Linked DNA regions of Sus scrofa: region 1 is linked to region 2. A link is a contact called in public promoter capture Hi-C data. All regions are on one chromosome and are shown on one strand. The core of a region is the stretch at or near the end of the contact, and the rest is flanking DNA. Distances in the headings are between cores, read along the strand shown.

Region 1 (6,948 bases), core at 2,009-4,508, 130 kb before region 2:
GCGAGAAAATATTTGCAAAAGACACATCTGGTAAAGGATTATTTTCTAAATTATACAAAGAATTCTAAAACTTAAGGATAAGAAAACAGACAACTCAATTAAAAAATGGGCCATATGGTTGCCAAGGGGGAGGGGCAGGGAGTGGGATAGACTGGGAATTGGGGGTTAGTAGATGTAAACTATTACATTTAGAATGGATGGGCAGTGAGACCTTATTGTCTAGCACAGGGGACCATGTCCAGTCTCTTGGGATAGGAGTCCAAGAAAGGAAATGTATATGCATTTATGACTGGGTCACTTTGCTGTACAGCAGAACTTGGCACAACACTATAAATCAACTACACTTTAGCAAAAAAAAAATTAAAAAAAAATGGGCCAAAGACATTAACAGACATCTCACCAAAGATACACAGATGGTAAATAATCCTATGAAAAGATGCTCACATCATATGTCATCAGAGAAATGCAAATTAAATACATTAGATTCACCAAAATCTGGAACGCTGACAACAGTAAATGCTGGTGAGGATGTGGAGCAACAGGGACTCTAATTCACTGTTGGTGGGACTGCCACATGGTTCAGCCACTTCGGGAGACGGCTCGTGGTTGCTTGCAAAACGAAGTATACTCTTACCATATGATCCAGCAGTCTTGCTCCTTGTGTTTATCCAAAGGGGCTTGAAAACTTATGTCCACACCAAAAACATGCACATGGATGTTTATAGCAGCTTTGTTCATAATTGCCAAAACTTGGAAGTAACCAAGATGTCCTTCCGTAGATGAATGGGTAAATAAGCAGTGGTATATCCAGACAATGGAATATTATTCAACACCAAAAAGAAATGAGCTATCAAGCCATGAGCACATGGAGGAAATTTAAAAGCATGTTATTCAGTAAAAGAAGTCGACTGGAAAAGCTACGTACTTGAAAGTATGTAGTATGATTCCAATGATAGGACGTTCTGGAAAAGCAAAACTATGGAGACCGTAAAAAGACCAGTGGTTGCCAGGGGTTGGAAGTGGGGGAGTCAAGATGAATAGGCAAAGCATAAAGGAATTTTAGAGCAGTGAAAATACTCTGTATGTTACTGTAATGATGGATCCATGTAATTATACGTTTGTCCAAACCCATAGAATGCACAAAACCAAAAGTGAACTCTAAACTGTGGACTTTGGGTGATTATGATGTGTCAGTGTAGGTTCACCAGTTGTAAGAAATGTGCCACTTGCGGAGTTCCCATCGTGGCACAGTGGTTAACGAATCCGACTAGGAACATGAGGTTGCGGTTCGGTCCTGCCTTGCCAGTGGTTAACGATCTGGCATGCGTGAGCTGTGGTGTAGATTGCAGACGCGGCTCGGATCTCGGTTGCTGTGGTCTGGATAGGCGGTGGCTACAGCTCTGATTCAACTAGCTGGAACTCATATGCCGGGAGCGCCAAGAAATAGCAACAACAAAAAAAAGACAAAAGACAAAAAAAAAAAAAAAAAGAAAAGTGCCACTTGGGGTGGTGTCGGGGGGGGGGGGATGTTGATGAGAGAGGCTGTGCACCTGTGTGGAGAGAGGGTATAGTCTCTGTACTCTCCTCTCAGTTTTGCTGTGGCCTAAAATTGCTCTAAAAATGCATACTCTTTAAACATAAGTAAGCCAAGCCACTAGGATTCTCACTCAATGGTTTTTAAATGAAGCAACTTGGAAAGAATTTGCTAGTTGTTAGGGGAAGAAGCAGGTGGGGGGCCAGATGAGTCATGTGAAAGGTAATTTTTCTGTAAAAAGGTACTTTAGCTTCTGCTCTTATAGTGTCTAGACCACACCTTAAGTTCAGGTCCACTCTCCCATGATTTTTCCAGGAGGCCCAAGCCTATGATGGCTTTGTCTCTTGGATTTTCCGAAGAGTCTCCTTGGAAGCTCCGTGATAATCCTGTTTTAGCTGAGCCAGCTTGAATGAGTTTCTATTGTTTATTATCATTAGAAACTGAACTACAGTGACACCCATTCGCAGATTTGGGAACACTTATGCATCTCCTTGAGAGATCCTGTCTCTAAGCCAAACACCCTCAATTCGGTCTGTTGATATTCGTGCCTGTGTCCCTCCGCTCCCTTTCTTGGTCCTTCCTCTCTGGACCATACAGTTGAGGCCTTCAAAAATGGACTAATAGCAAGGCTGGAATTGGACACTGCTTTTATGGAGCAATTCAAAGGGAAAAGAGTAGGTCTGCCAGCCTCGAAATTTCTTGCTTAGCCCTGACAAGACTCTTCCCCAGAGCCTTAAAATTGGTTCTGTTTACAAAGAGCCTTTAAAGGGGCTACACTGTAACTTGCTGAGAATGAGGCCCTGTACCAATGAGGAGGTCCTTTGAAGAAAAGCAGGGAAAATCAAAGGTGGAGAGATGGGTCAGAGAGAAGTTTTCCCCAGTTTGCTCTGGCTTGAAGGTATTTAAAGGGGAAACCCTGGTGGAAGCAGTGTCCCCAAACTCTGGGGAAGGAACAGGTGTGCAGACTGGCAGGTGACTAGTTTGCAGCAGTAGAGAGAAACTGTGGTCGCCTCCCCCTGTGGTTGTCGTGTTAGGTCAGTACTAACTTTAGCCGTGCACTCCTCAAATGGGGACAGTCCACTAGTGGATTAAATCCTCCTTAAGTGACTGAGAGGCTTTTAGCCAGAGATCAGAAGAAAGGAAAGTATTTCATCTCTTCTCTGCCTGGTGCCTGATGACTTCGGACCAGGAACCCTTCTCCAGTGTTTTGCATTATAATAAAACTTCCTATTCCTGTAGCGTTGATCTCCCAGGAGCTTGAAGTCCTCCATAAGTATTTTATCAGCTACTCTCACCTGGAGGGTGTGGGAAGGGGGAGGAAGCTAGGACAGCGTCTGGCTTGTTTTCTCCCTGGCGGTCACTCTTGGCTGAAACCTCAGGTCCTCTGAAGGAGAGGGTTGAGGAAGCAGACCCGAGAACTTTCTCCTTGTAGAATAGGCTCCTTTCAATGTGGGGTAAACATCCTCTTTCCTGTTTGGGGTCTCTCAGGCACAGAGAAGCCATGCAGGATAACTGAGTTCTCTGCTACGTCACTGGCAAGTCTAGAGCAAGTGTTATCAAGTGTTCAGCTACTGACCTGTCTCTCTCTCCAATGTCTTCCTTTCTGCAGTGAACAAGGGACTCTTCCAGAGCTGAGGTGGGCTGGTTTATCCTGAAACAAGCCTGAGGAGAGAAGGCAAGTAGCTCGAGCTGGAAGGCATGACCCCAAGATGGTAGGCTGACCTTCAGACACGCTCTCCTCAGACCCACAGCCAGCGCAGCTCTCATCAGATCAAGCTGCCTCTCAGGGGCTCGAACATTTTAAAAAAGATCTGAAGGTGTTTCAAATGGTGCTGGGACATAAATAGCTCTTGCAGAAGAGTGTTGCCTCAGGGATATGATGACTGAATCAGCACCGCGTTGAATTAGCAGTGATCTGGTCTTCAGGGTAGAGTGATGGTAAATGAATGTTATTACATTTTTACCCTGTGAATGAGCCCTTAGGAAAGAGACAAACAGCTTCCAGGTGTCTTGCCACAAGATTTAAACAACTGAGTCACTCGAACTTGATGGAGGAACAAGTGGCAGCCTAGAATCTCCTCATGATTCAGGCGGCCGCCAACTTGGATTGTCCCCAGTTCCAACTTTAGCATCTTTCTTTAGTCACTCTGCCACACAGTCAGTTCCCCTTCTGTAGATGCACAATAGGAGGAAATTCTAATGAAGGAGACAAAGCTGCCACTGTCCTGTCTGACCAGATATCCCCGGAGACAACAGGCTCCCCACGCCAGGAAAGGCAGTTCCTGAGAGGAACCACCTGTAGGTGTTCCCTGTCTGAGCCTCGAACCCTTGGCCATCCCCCCAGCAGGCCTGATTGATGTGCTGACCCTCTGGTCGTCAAGGAAGCAAGGTAATCTCTCAAGAATGTCTGATTAGGTGGCTCTGCTCAGACTAACTGTGCTGTTAGGCAGGAGGTAGAAGGGAGTGGAGGGAGTGTTGTCTTAGAAGTCCTGTCTCTCTATTAGCTGGACATTAGTCTGACATCTGACATTAGGTGGGTTGGAACTCTCTGGGTCTTAGTTCTCTCATCTGTAGGGTTAATGACCTAGAATGACTGAGCAAGAATTAAGAGTCGATAAACGCTAACTTAAAAGCATGGAATGTATTGCCTCTTTCATAAGCATAAAAGCATCCAATGCATTTGTGTGGGTTGAGAATCCATTTTTACTTACTGATGGTGGATTTTCGGAGGGGGGGGTCATTAGTCCACTGAGGAATCTCCAAGCAGAGGAGTTTGGTGAAAAAACAGGACATTCCAGGGAAAAATGTCCCCTCTTATGACTGAGTTAAAAAAAATTCATCTAGAAAACCTTCAGAAGCAATGTAGTCTAATGTACAAAGCATGGTTTGCCAGTGGGCTTAAGTATCTTCCTATTGATTATGAAGAAAGAAAAATCCTCTGTAAAGTCAGGGGTCTGAAACTGTTGATGATGTCAGGAGGGTAGTGTTACCATGACAAATGCCAGAGAAGGGTGTGGGGCTGCCCAGAACTTGAAAATAGAACATATGGGAAGTGTCACTATGACTTCATTGTTGTCCAGGAAAGAGAGCAAGCCATTCCAGCTGACTGGTTCCAGTTCTTTAGACGGAGTGGAAAGGGGGAAACTCCTTGCAGTCTTATAGCCCAAGCAAAAGAGCTCTTAAGCATATTCCACACTCTCTGTTGTCATTCTGCTTTCACCGAACAAATTTCTGACCTATAATTTATTAGTCAATATTAACGAGCACCTACTCTGTGCCTTCCCCTGTCTACTACCTACATTTCATATGCATTATCATACATGGCTCCTCACAGCAGCCATCTGAGGCAAGGATCAAGAATCCCGTTTTTAATTTATTTCTATTTATTTACTTTAAAATCGGGAGTGCTCCGTGAGTGTGTGTGTCATCCTTGTGTAGGGCCATGCCCGTCTTCTCTGTATTGTTCCACTTTTAGTATATGTGCTACTGCAAAGAGAGCACAAGAACCCCATTTTTAGATGAAGAAACAGACTCAGGGTGGTTAAGCAATTTTCTCATAGTTACTCATCAGAAATAGTAGTGCTGTGATTTAATACTGCTTAGACTAACTTTCAATGCCTTCTTTCTTTCCTGCATGCTGCTGCCTCCTGGAAGGGAACTGCTTGATGCTTCTGGTTGGTTGCACCAGAGTTGTCTCCCTGGCTGGAGATGAAGGAGTGGCCACGGTTAGTGAGGCTCAAGCCCCCTAAACTGCTTATTTTTGGGCAAACTTGTTATTGTGTTAGGATAGGATAGAAAAAGATTAGACCTTGAACTGCAATATTCTCATTAAGATAGTGTCTCTGTGGCCCTGACAAAAATAGGCTGTCAGTTCTTCCCCTTGTATTTTGGCACCGATTAACCTCTGGAAGGATGTGTGAAGACATAAAACATTCTCTGTGTGGCATCTTTAAATGGGAAGCACACCAAAATTTACTTTCTCTCCTCAGGAAACCTCCAAATTAAATGAATACAAGGAGCTTGGTATTAACTGCTTTTGTTTTCACAGCGGCTGAAATAACTCTGCCTTCCCTGGTTTGATTCATGATCACTTTGGTTGAAATTACATGTGTCTAAAGATAGGACATGCAGGTCAGAACTTCTGAATGGATACTGTCCTTTGTTTTAATGGGATCTGCTCATTTTAGCTCAAAGCAGCCCTTGACCCACAAATGAATGTGAAAAGCCCGTAGAAATCCCTCAATATGGACGATTTCATCTAGATAGTCTCAGCAATTCATATGGATCGTGTTTGCATTTAAGAGGCTATCTGGAGTTCCCGTCGTGGCGCAGTGGTTAACGAATCCGACTAGGAACCATGAGGTTGCGGGTTCGGTCCCTGCCCTTGCCCAGTGGGTTAACGATCCGGCGTTGCCGTGAGCTGTGGTGTAGGTTGCAGACGCGGCTCGGATCCTGCGTTGCTGTGGTTCTGGCGTAGGCCGGTGGCTACAGCTCCGATTGGACCCCTAGCCTGGGAACCTCCATATGCCGCGGAAGCGGCCCAAAGAAATAGCAAAAAAAGACAAAAAAAAAAAAAAGAGGCTATCTAACAATTAGCATGAGGCCTGTGTGACCCCCTTTTCATTGGAAAGGTTCGCAGTTAAGTGCCCATCATGCAGATTTGTACTGAGGAACACCAATGAATTGCTTCAATGGTGGATGATTGGAAAGGTGGTGGTGGAGGAAGATGGCAGCAGAGAGGGGTCTGAAAACTGAGTTATAAGATGACCTGGGGTGTTTTTAGCTCAGGGAAGAATTCTGAAGGAGGCAAGCTGTCTTCAGACATTTGGGGGACTCATTCGCTCTTCGCAGGAAGAAGTAGGCTTCCCCTCTGTTACCTTAGGGGGCTGAACTTGGACTAAAACAAGGTAGATGCAGAGAGACTCATGTGGGGGAAATCTTTAAATTAGGATGTTTAAGGAACAGTGCCTGGTCGTTAAAGTTGTTTTGAAGGATGGAATGGGGAGCTACCTCAAGTCTTGCTGTGCTCCCCATCAGTGGAACGCATTTAAGCCAGGGAAGCCGTGGCATGGATTCCAGCATTGAGTGAGAGGCTGTCCCCAGTGACCTTAGGTACCATTCCAATTCTAGTTCATGGTTTGATTTAGATATCGATGTCAGTTACTCTGACATACATCAAAAATGAGGACTCATTTAACAGTGTAGATTGGAGAAGAGCCTATTTATGCACTAAAACCTCACTAATTTAAAATAACTGAAGGGGAAAACCAGTTGGGTCGGTGAAGTGGATTATGAAATGCTTATAAATAATAAATGGCCATTTTATGACTTTCAAGTCCATGGATGTGTGGAATTATGTCTACCAAAATTGCCTGATCAAGGTCCTGCTTTAATGAATAGAGAATGATTTGTAA
Region 2 (7,230 bases), core at 2,192-4,691:
CGAGGCCAGGGATCAAACCTGCGTCCTCATGGATGCTAGTCAGATTCGTTACCACTGAGCCACGAGGGAAACTCCCATAGTACATTCTTAACAAATATTTATAGCAGATTGAGTAGACTAGTAGATTTTGGAAGGTCCAGACCACGGTGGGGACGAGCGTACCAAATCAGAAGTCAAGAAAGTGTTTTCATTGCCTCTAACCGTTTTCAGCAAAGGTCCCATCTAGACCTTAGCCTCCGTGGAAAAAGTGAGGCTGTGGGGGAAGGTCAGAGGGACTGAAGGCCGTGGAGGACAGTGGGGCGGTGACAATGTGTGAGGTTTAATCCTGGCACCAGATGACCCAGGCTGCAGAGCTGTGTCCCCATACTCGCCCTTAAAGAGGGGGCAGCTGCGCTGGGAGTGCTGGGCCAAAACGAGGTCAGGTCCGTCAAAGCCCGTGTGATTCACAGGCGAGCGCAGCTGGATGGACAGCAACTGTTGAGTCATGACAAACTGCAGACACAACCAACCTACCTGCTGGGAAGAGAATTTGGGATAAACGAGAACTTCAAAAAAGTTTCTGCCTGGAAACCGAAGAGGTAACCATGGCAACTGGGAGGCAGGCTGAGCGGAGAGAGGGCTCTTCATCTTGAGCAGGGAGCTTTGCGCTCTCGGATCTGTGCGCTGTGCATCCCTTTGTCTCCTTCGCTTTCTTTATCAAACGAAAAAGTCCTTGCTCAGGAATCTGGAGATTGGGCCCAGGGTTCAGCTGTTTTCAGCTCCAGTGCACTTAACTAAGGGCGCCTTAGGCTCTGCTGTTTTGTTGTCTGCAGAATGGAAATGTAAAAGCCAATTCACAGAAAGGACAGGAAGGTTTGAGGAGGTTGTCTGCCTAATCACCATTATTGTTGCCAGGGGCCAGGTCCAACCTGGTGCCACTGAGGGTAAAACCCGAGGTTCATTCCAGCCACAAACTCGCTTTTCTCACTAGAAGAAAAGCTGTCCCCAGCACTACCCATGGCCCCACTTGGCAGCTGCATAATGAAAGTGTGCGCTGGGGCATGAGCAGCATCAGGTGAAAAAACAACCCTCAGCTCAGCTGACAAACTCCTCCGGGTGGAACGTCCTGCTGATGGGGCGGCCGGGTGGGGGCGAGGGACTGTGCTGGAAGCCAATGTTCAAACGGCATCCTTCCGCTGCCCCCCTCCCAACCCTGGTCCATCTCCCTGCCCCATACTGGTCCAGCCCTGGACTTGTGAGAAAAGCAGCATAAGAGCCAAGGTGGGCGAGATGGGATGCAGGTTGGATGCTGGCATTGGAAAGGGCACTGGCTGCCAACATGTGCGCTGCTGCTGCACCTGCCCCCGTGCTCCGCTAACCAATGCACCGACCTTCTGGGAGGCTGGGGAGGCTTCAACTCTGGCTGCTCAGAGCGCATTTGGTTTGGATTAACTGGTTCCTCTTCTGCCCGCCCTGGCTTAACAAGGGGGCCTGCTTTGGCAGAACATGCTGCACGCTGTTGCCATGGGGGCTTCTTTGGCTCCAGCAGTGCCTCAGTGATGGTCCCACAGACCTTCCTCCCCTCTTCCCCCTCCGGGTGCTTCCCCTTCCCTTCCCTGACCAGCTTTTCTGGGCCTCCGCCCTGGGCCCTCTCACTCGGGTGGAACCTCTTCTCTGCTGTTTGCACTCTTTTCTGACTCGTTTCCAGGCCTCGCTGAGGAGTAGCAACTCTGAAATGCCCCTTGTGAAAAACACTTCGACTCCAAGAGTCACAAAAACACGCTCCCTTTCCTTATTGTCTAGCAGGCCCAGTATCCCTATTACGTAAACCTGAGAGCTGAGGTACACTGAGTGCCGACTACAAGCCAAGCACTGTGCCAAGCACCGTACAGGTGTGGTGGCAGGGGCCGGGGTGCGTTTTCCAGATCCGTTTGGGATCAGGCCCTCGTTCCCCAGGGTGCTGTCTGCTGTAGGCTCCCAGCAGTCTCTCTCCAGGAGCTGCTCTTGGCAGAGGGAACGGCCTTGTTTAAGATTACGCCAGCCTGGAGTTCCCATCGTGACGCAGCGGAAACGAATCTGACCAGGAGCCATGAGTTTGCGGGCTTGATCCCTGGCCTTGCTCAGTGGGTTAAGGGTCTGGCGTTGCTGTGAGCTGTGGTGTAGGTCGCAGACGCGGCTCAGATCCAGCATGGCTGTGGCTGTGGTGTAGGCCGGCAGCTGTAGCTCTGATTGGATCCCTAGCCTGGGAACCTCCATATGCCAAGGGTGCAGCCCTAAAAAAAAAAAAAAAAAAAAAAAAAAAAGAAAGAAAGAAAAAAAAATTAGGCTGTCCAGTGAACAGCTGATGTGGGACGCAAGGCCGCCCCTTGCTTCACTGCAGCGACTGCTCTGAAGGGCCATCCCACTCCAGAGCATCCCTTGGGACCAGCTTCAGCATCCGTTCCCCCCTCTGCCCAACCCTGCTTCCCTCACACCCTCTTAGTTCCGAGAACTCTCCCCAGCCAGCCTCTGCCTCAGAGGAACTATGTTCCTTGTTTCCTGGGGAACTCCAAGTACAACTTAAATTTATCTAGTTCTCACAACTTTATGAAATAAATGCATCACGTTTTCATCTTAGAGGCGAGGAAATGGAGACATGAAAAGGTTGAGAAGCTTGTCCCGGGTCTCCCACCAGTAAACAGCAGAGCCCAGATTTGAAAGTGAGAAATCCATCTCCAGATCACACACACTTAACCTCACCTGCAGCCTCTTAATTGCAATCCCAAAGGCATGTGAGGAGCCTTGGGGAGGCTGTGATGCCGTTATGAGAACGTGAGGAGAGAAGCAGGGCATCCATTACCTTTATCTCAGAGATGAGGGCGCTGAACTAACTAGCAAATACTTAAAAGTTGCGTTCATCAGTTACAAAGGTGTTGGGATTCTCAGCTGGGAAAGGGCAGTAGAGAAAAGTGTGGTAAATTCATATTTGAATTCTGGCAAAACCTTGTGTGACTTTCAGCAAGGGGTTTAACTCAAGTTTTAGCGAAAGGGATTGGGACTTAGCAGTTGCTCAATAAAGCCGCCTCCCGCCCCCCGGCCCACGGGGGGAGTTGTCTATTTCTAACTCTGATCTTGGGCACGTCTTTTTAACTTTCTGACTCGGTTTCTTCATTTCTAAAATGGCGGTGATGATGTAAAGGGCTTCCTGGGCTGACCCGTGGCCATCTGGGTAGAAGCACAAGAAATGTAAGGCACCAGCATAATATGCTGTCTTGCACCCTGTGCTCTGCTCCGTGGAGCCCTAACAAGCTCAGGCTCAGGCTGTGACCCACACTTCGCTTACCTCCCCAACCCGCCACCCCCACGCAAATCCTCCTGGCACCGCTGAGTTGGTTTCCTGCTTTTACTAACGGCCGACAGGGTTTTTTCCTACCTAACTGGGTGCGAGCGCGTCTCGACAACGTGCGACTTCTCTGCCGCGCCTCCCTCCCCACGCCGCCGTCCGCCCGGAGGAGGGGGCAGCCCCGTGAGCACCCCTGCGGTGCGAGAGTTGCACGAGGGTAGCAGGGTAGCGGCGCATCCTAGGCTCCGCGCCCCGCCCCTTCGAGCCCCCGGCCCCGCCTCCGTCTTCGCCCGCGCTCAGGACGGCTCTCCGATTGGTCGGCGGCTCTCAGCCCCGCTCCGCCCCCTCCAAGGGAATAAAAGCCGCTGGCTCAGTGAGGTTCCCCTTGATAAACGCAGTCTGCATAGAGGCGCTAGCTGCTGCCGCTGTTCTGCCTCCCTGGGTTCTGCGGTGTCCCCAGGAGCCCGCCACCATCCTCTCCACGACGTGCTGCCCTGCATCAGCAGCCATGTGCCGGACCCTGGCTGCCTTCCCCACCACCTGCCTGGAGAGGTAAGAGGAGCTTGTCCAGCTGCCTGGAGAAAGAAGTCCAAGTCCCATCAACCTTAGGAAGCGGAGCGGCAGCCTTGGGGACCTGGGTGGGCAGGAGCATGGGACGCTAGTAACTTGAAAGGTGGAGGTCAACTTGGTTCCGCGTTCACAGATGCCTCCCTTAGAGTCTAAGAGGAGGATGGACCACCAGAAGGGAGAAGGCGAATTAAAGGGAAGCAGAGGGTCCGCTGCTTATTGGCATTCCCCATCCTCTGACACAAGTTGCAGTTCTACCTGGCTGACCTGCTGAAGTCTCGGCTGCAGGAAGACCTGGTGTTGGCATCACCAGGCAGAACTGTCTTCCCTGGTTTCTTAAGCACTTGGTTTTCGTTTTAAAGCCCAGAGCTAGGGCCCTGGCCTCCTCAGGTGCTGGGAAGGCAGGGAAGTGTTTTTCAGCGTCCCCCCCTTCCCCCCACCTGGTGAGAGATGTGCCCACTTCCCAGGGGACTTCTCAGCCTCACCAATCTTTGCTGAAGCTGGAGGCTGGAAAAGAAAAAGTAAAGATGAAGGTAGAAATCAACTTCCACACAGTTCTAGAAATATTTGTAACAAGCCCAGAGTGTGCTGAACTGCCTTCTGCTCATCAGCTGGCACAAAGATAGATTGGTGTGACTTAATGCCAAAAAGCCCATGAATACAGCTGTATTGTAGACCCAGAAAGTATAAGACCTATGGAGGCACAGCTCAAAGACTGCTTTCATTGTTTCTGGGTTCATGATACTGATGAGAGAAGCAACGTTTATGCCCTGGGAATAGCCAAGTGTCCCAGGAAGCTTTGGGGGGGCGCCAGCATGAGCTCTCCTGGGACCCCCTCAATCTCTCTGCCCTGGCCAAGCAACCGGAGATTCCTCACATGCTCATGCGTTGTCTTCCAGAGCCAAAGAGTTCAAGACCCGGCTGGGGATCTTTCTTCACAAGTCAGAGCTGGGCTCCGATCCCGCGAGTGTTGGCAAATTCGAGTGGGGCAGTAAACACAGCAAAGACGGGTGAGTCCTGCCGGCCGGCCTGGGGCCCCTGGAGAAGGAAATACAAGGAGAAATTAGGACATGTCAGGGTGGACTGTGATGACCCCTGTAATGATTGCTGGTCTGCGGTGGCTCCCTGGCTCATGGGTGACCGGGTGGGTGGCTCAAGGCTTTGAAGTCCACCAACAGACAAATCTACCCAGGGCCAGCATGTCTAGTCACTGGACTCTCCCACCTGGAGATGTTATTGAACATGCAGCCACGGCTGGGGCGGGGGCAGGACCACCGGAGGGCTTTTCATCAATGGCTCTACTTCCGGTAGCATGCACTTTGCCTGGAAGCCCTTGTATATTGACCAGCAACTGTGCCAGGCCCTGGGTTTATGGGTAGACGTTGTCTCTATTCATGAGGCCCTATGGCCTTGAGGAAGCGGTCAAAACAAGCTCAGAGAGTCAGGGGAATAGAAAAACTTTTGGACAGTGAAGACACGGTCTCAGATATTTACTGAGGCCCAAGAGGTCCCTGCTTTGGCTTCTGGTTACTGAGCTGTCCTCTAGAAAACACAACTGTTTGTCTTAACCCCAACCAAGCATTTGAGGAGTCAGCTCCACTAATCACCACGCCAGCATCTGTGGGAATTAGACAGCTTCCATCACAGTTCTGGCTAGGATTTGTGCTATGCATTAGTTTGTTGATTTTTTGAAAAGTAAAATCTTGCCTTTTTTTTTTTTTTTTAAGCCGAAACTTCTCAGAAGACGTGCTGGGATGGAGAGAGTCATTTGACTTGTTGCTGAGCAGTAAAAGTGAGTGGGACCCTGTTGTGTTGTGTCTGTCTGTGGAGGGCACATGTGAGCCCATGTGTGGTGGAGTCAGCCTGCAGGATGCTGAAGGCGTGGGCACAATAATAGTAGTAGTAGCAATAATAACAATCCCCTAGTGTGCCAGCCTCTACGCAGAATACAAAGGCAGGTCCTTGTTCGAGAAAATTACATCCTAAAAATAGAGCCATTAACTACAATTGCTGTCTTTTCTTCTGTGGTTCCCTGCTGGCTGTCCCCTCTGTCTGACCTGTCTCTTCCTCTCTTCCTGCAAATCCAGATGGAGTGGCTGCCTTCCACACTTTCTTGAAGACGGAGTTCAGCGAAGAGAACCTGGAGTTCTGGTTGGCCTGTGAGGAGTTCAAGAAGCTCCGGTCAGCCACCAAGCTGGCATCCCGGGCACACAGGATCTTTGAGGAATTCATTCGCAGTGAAGCCCCTAAAGAGGTCAGAGGCGTGACATACTCCAGGGATTCTCTAGACCCTGGCTGCTCCTTCCCCACTGAGAACTGGGGATGGTGGGAAGCCAGCAGGCGAAGGGCTGCGTTTAGAAGTAGCATGGCCTCATCTGGCACAGGAGGCTGGAGACTGAAAAAGCCAGGCTCTGGGCCATCCCTGGGTGCTCTTACCCTCAGATGCACCAATGGGGCTGGAGGGGGTGGCAGGGCTTTTGGCTTCTGTCCATGCCCACTGTTGTAAACTAAGGCCTTTTTAGAGGCTTAAAAGACTTAAGCGGCTGGGGGGTGGGGAATAAGTCATCATAGGATAACCTGGCTCAGTTCCCTGGCGGACCTGCCTTAGGACTTTGGTCCTTGAGAACCTTTCCACCGTCCCTCAGCCGCCGCTGTTTGAGAAAGAATATGGCGCCACCTTGTGGAGGGAGAGTAGTAATGCCTTGCTTTTATATCTTTGTAATTTATTTTGAGCACCTTCATTCCATAAAGATTTGTTGAGCACCAGTTAGATGCAAGGTACTATTATAGTCATTGGGAATATGGCCGGGAACAAGAAATGTCTCCTCCAGTGGGAGAAGATGACAGTAACCAATTACATAAATATTGCCAGGGAATGATGTGTGCTCTGATAAAAACACAGCAGCAGAGTCTGGGGTGGGAGGAGGTGAGGTCTTTCCCTTTTATAAGGGGAAGGGAGGGGTGGGCTGTCGGATAAGGTGACATGTGAACAGAGACATGAAAGAGTGCCTGTTGTGGTCACCAGTCAGCGGGTGGGCCCGTGGGGAGTGGCGAAGCGGAGGGAGACGGGGGTGGGGGGGGTGGGGGGGGAATGGTGTCACCTGGTGGCAGATGGCCAGGTGCAGGCCCAGGGAGCTGTGCCGGCTCAGTGCGCACTTTGGTTTTTCCTCTGAGTGACAGGAAACAGCAGACTGACTTGGTTTTAAAAGGCTCCCTCCGCTGCTGGGTGGAGAAGAGATCGGGGAGGAAGGGAGAAGAGAGAGCAGCGGGCAGGCGCTGGCGCTAATCTAGCGGAGGGGTGATGAGGCTGTGAACTCAGGTTGTTGCAGAGGAACAGGTGCAAAGAGATTGGATTTCTATCC

Evidence for each region. Promoter capture Hi-C pulls out the DNA fragments that hold promoters and counts their contacts.
Region 1: a contact with region 2 is called in a promoter capture Hi-C map of fetal liver, with 4 times the contacts expected there. The contact joins the promoter of RGS8 here to the promoter of RGS16 in region 2. A contact is called at or near these places in 1 of 5 promoter capture datasets (fetal liver), 1 of 47 Hi-C or Micro-C datasets (heart right ventricle) and 2 of 2 datasets of contacts at active chromatin or transcription factors (alveolar macrophages and skeletal muscle).

The regions. Positions count from the first base shown.
Region 1 is chr9:124,050,237-124,057,184 of Sscrofa11.1, reverse strand. It overlaps RGS8 (regulator of G-protein signaling 8), which reads left to right and starts at 3,258. Exons shown (of 10, transcript XM_021063775.1): 1 at 3,258-3,923; 2 at 5,189-5,259. LOC110255526 (a long non-coding RNA gene) reads left to right here. Exons shown (of 5, transcript XR_002335965.1): 5 at 3,144-3,214.
Region 2 is chr9:123,915,330-123,922,559 of Sscrofa11.1, reverse strand. RGS16 (regulator of G-protein signaling 16) reads left to right here and starts at 3,441. Exons shown (of 5, transcript XM_021063763.1): 1 at 3,441-3,853; 2 at 4,768-4,878; 3 at 5,596-5,660; 4 at 5,956-6,122. The coding sequence starts at 3,810. LOC110255525 (a long non-coding RNA gene) reads right to left here and starts at 6,022. Exons shown (of 2, transcript XR_002335963.1): 1 at 5,926-6,022; 2 at 4,419-4,906. LOC110255524 (a long non-coding RNA gene) reads right to left here and starts at 3,476. Exons shown (of 4, transcript XR_002335961.1): 1 at 3,392-3,476; 2 at 514-806.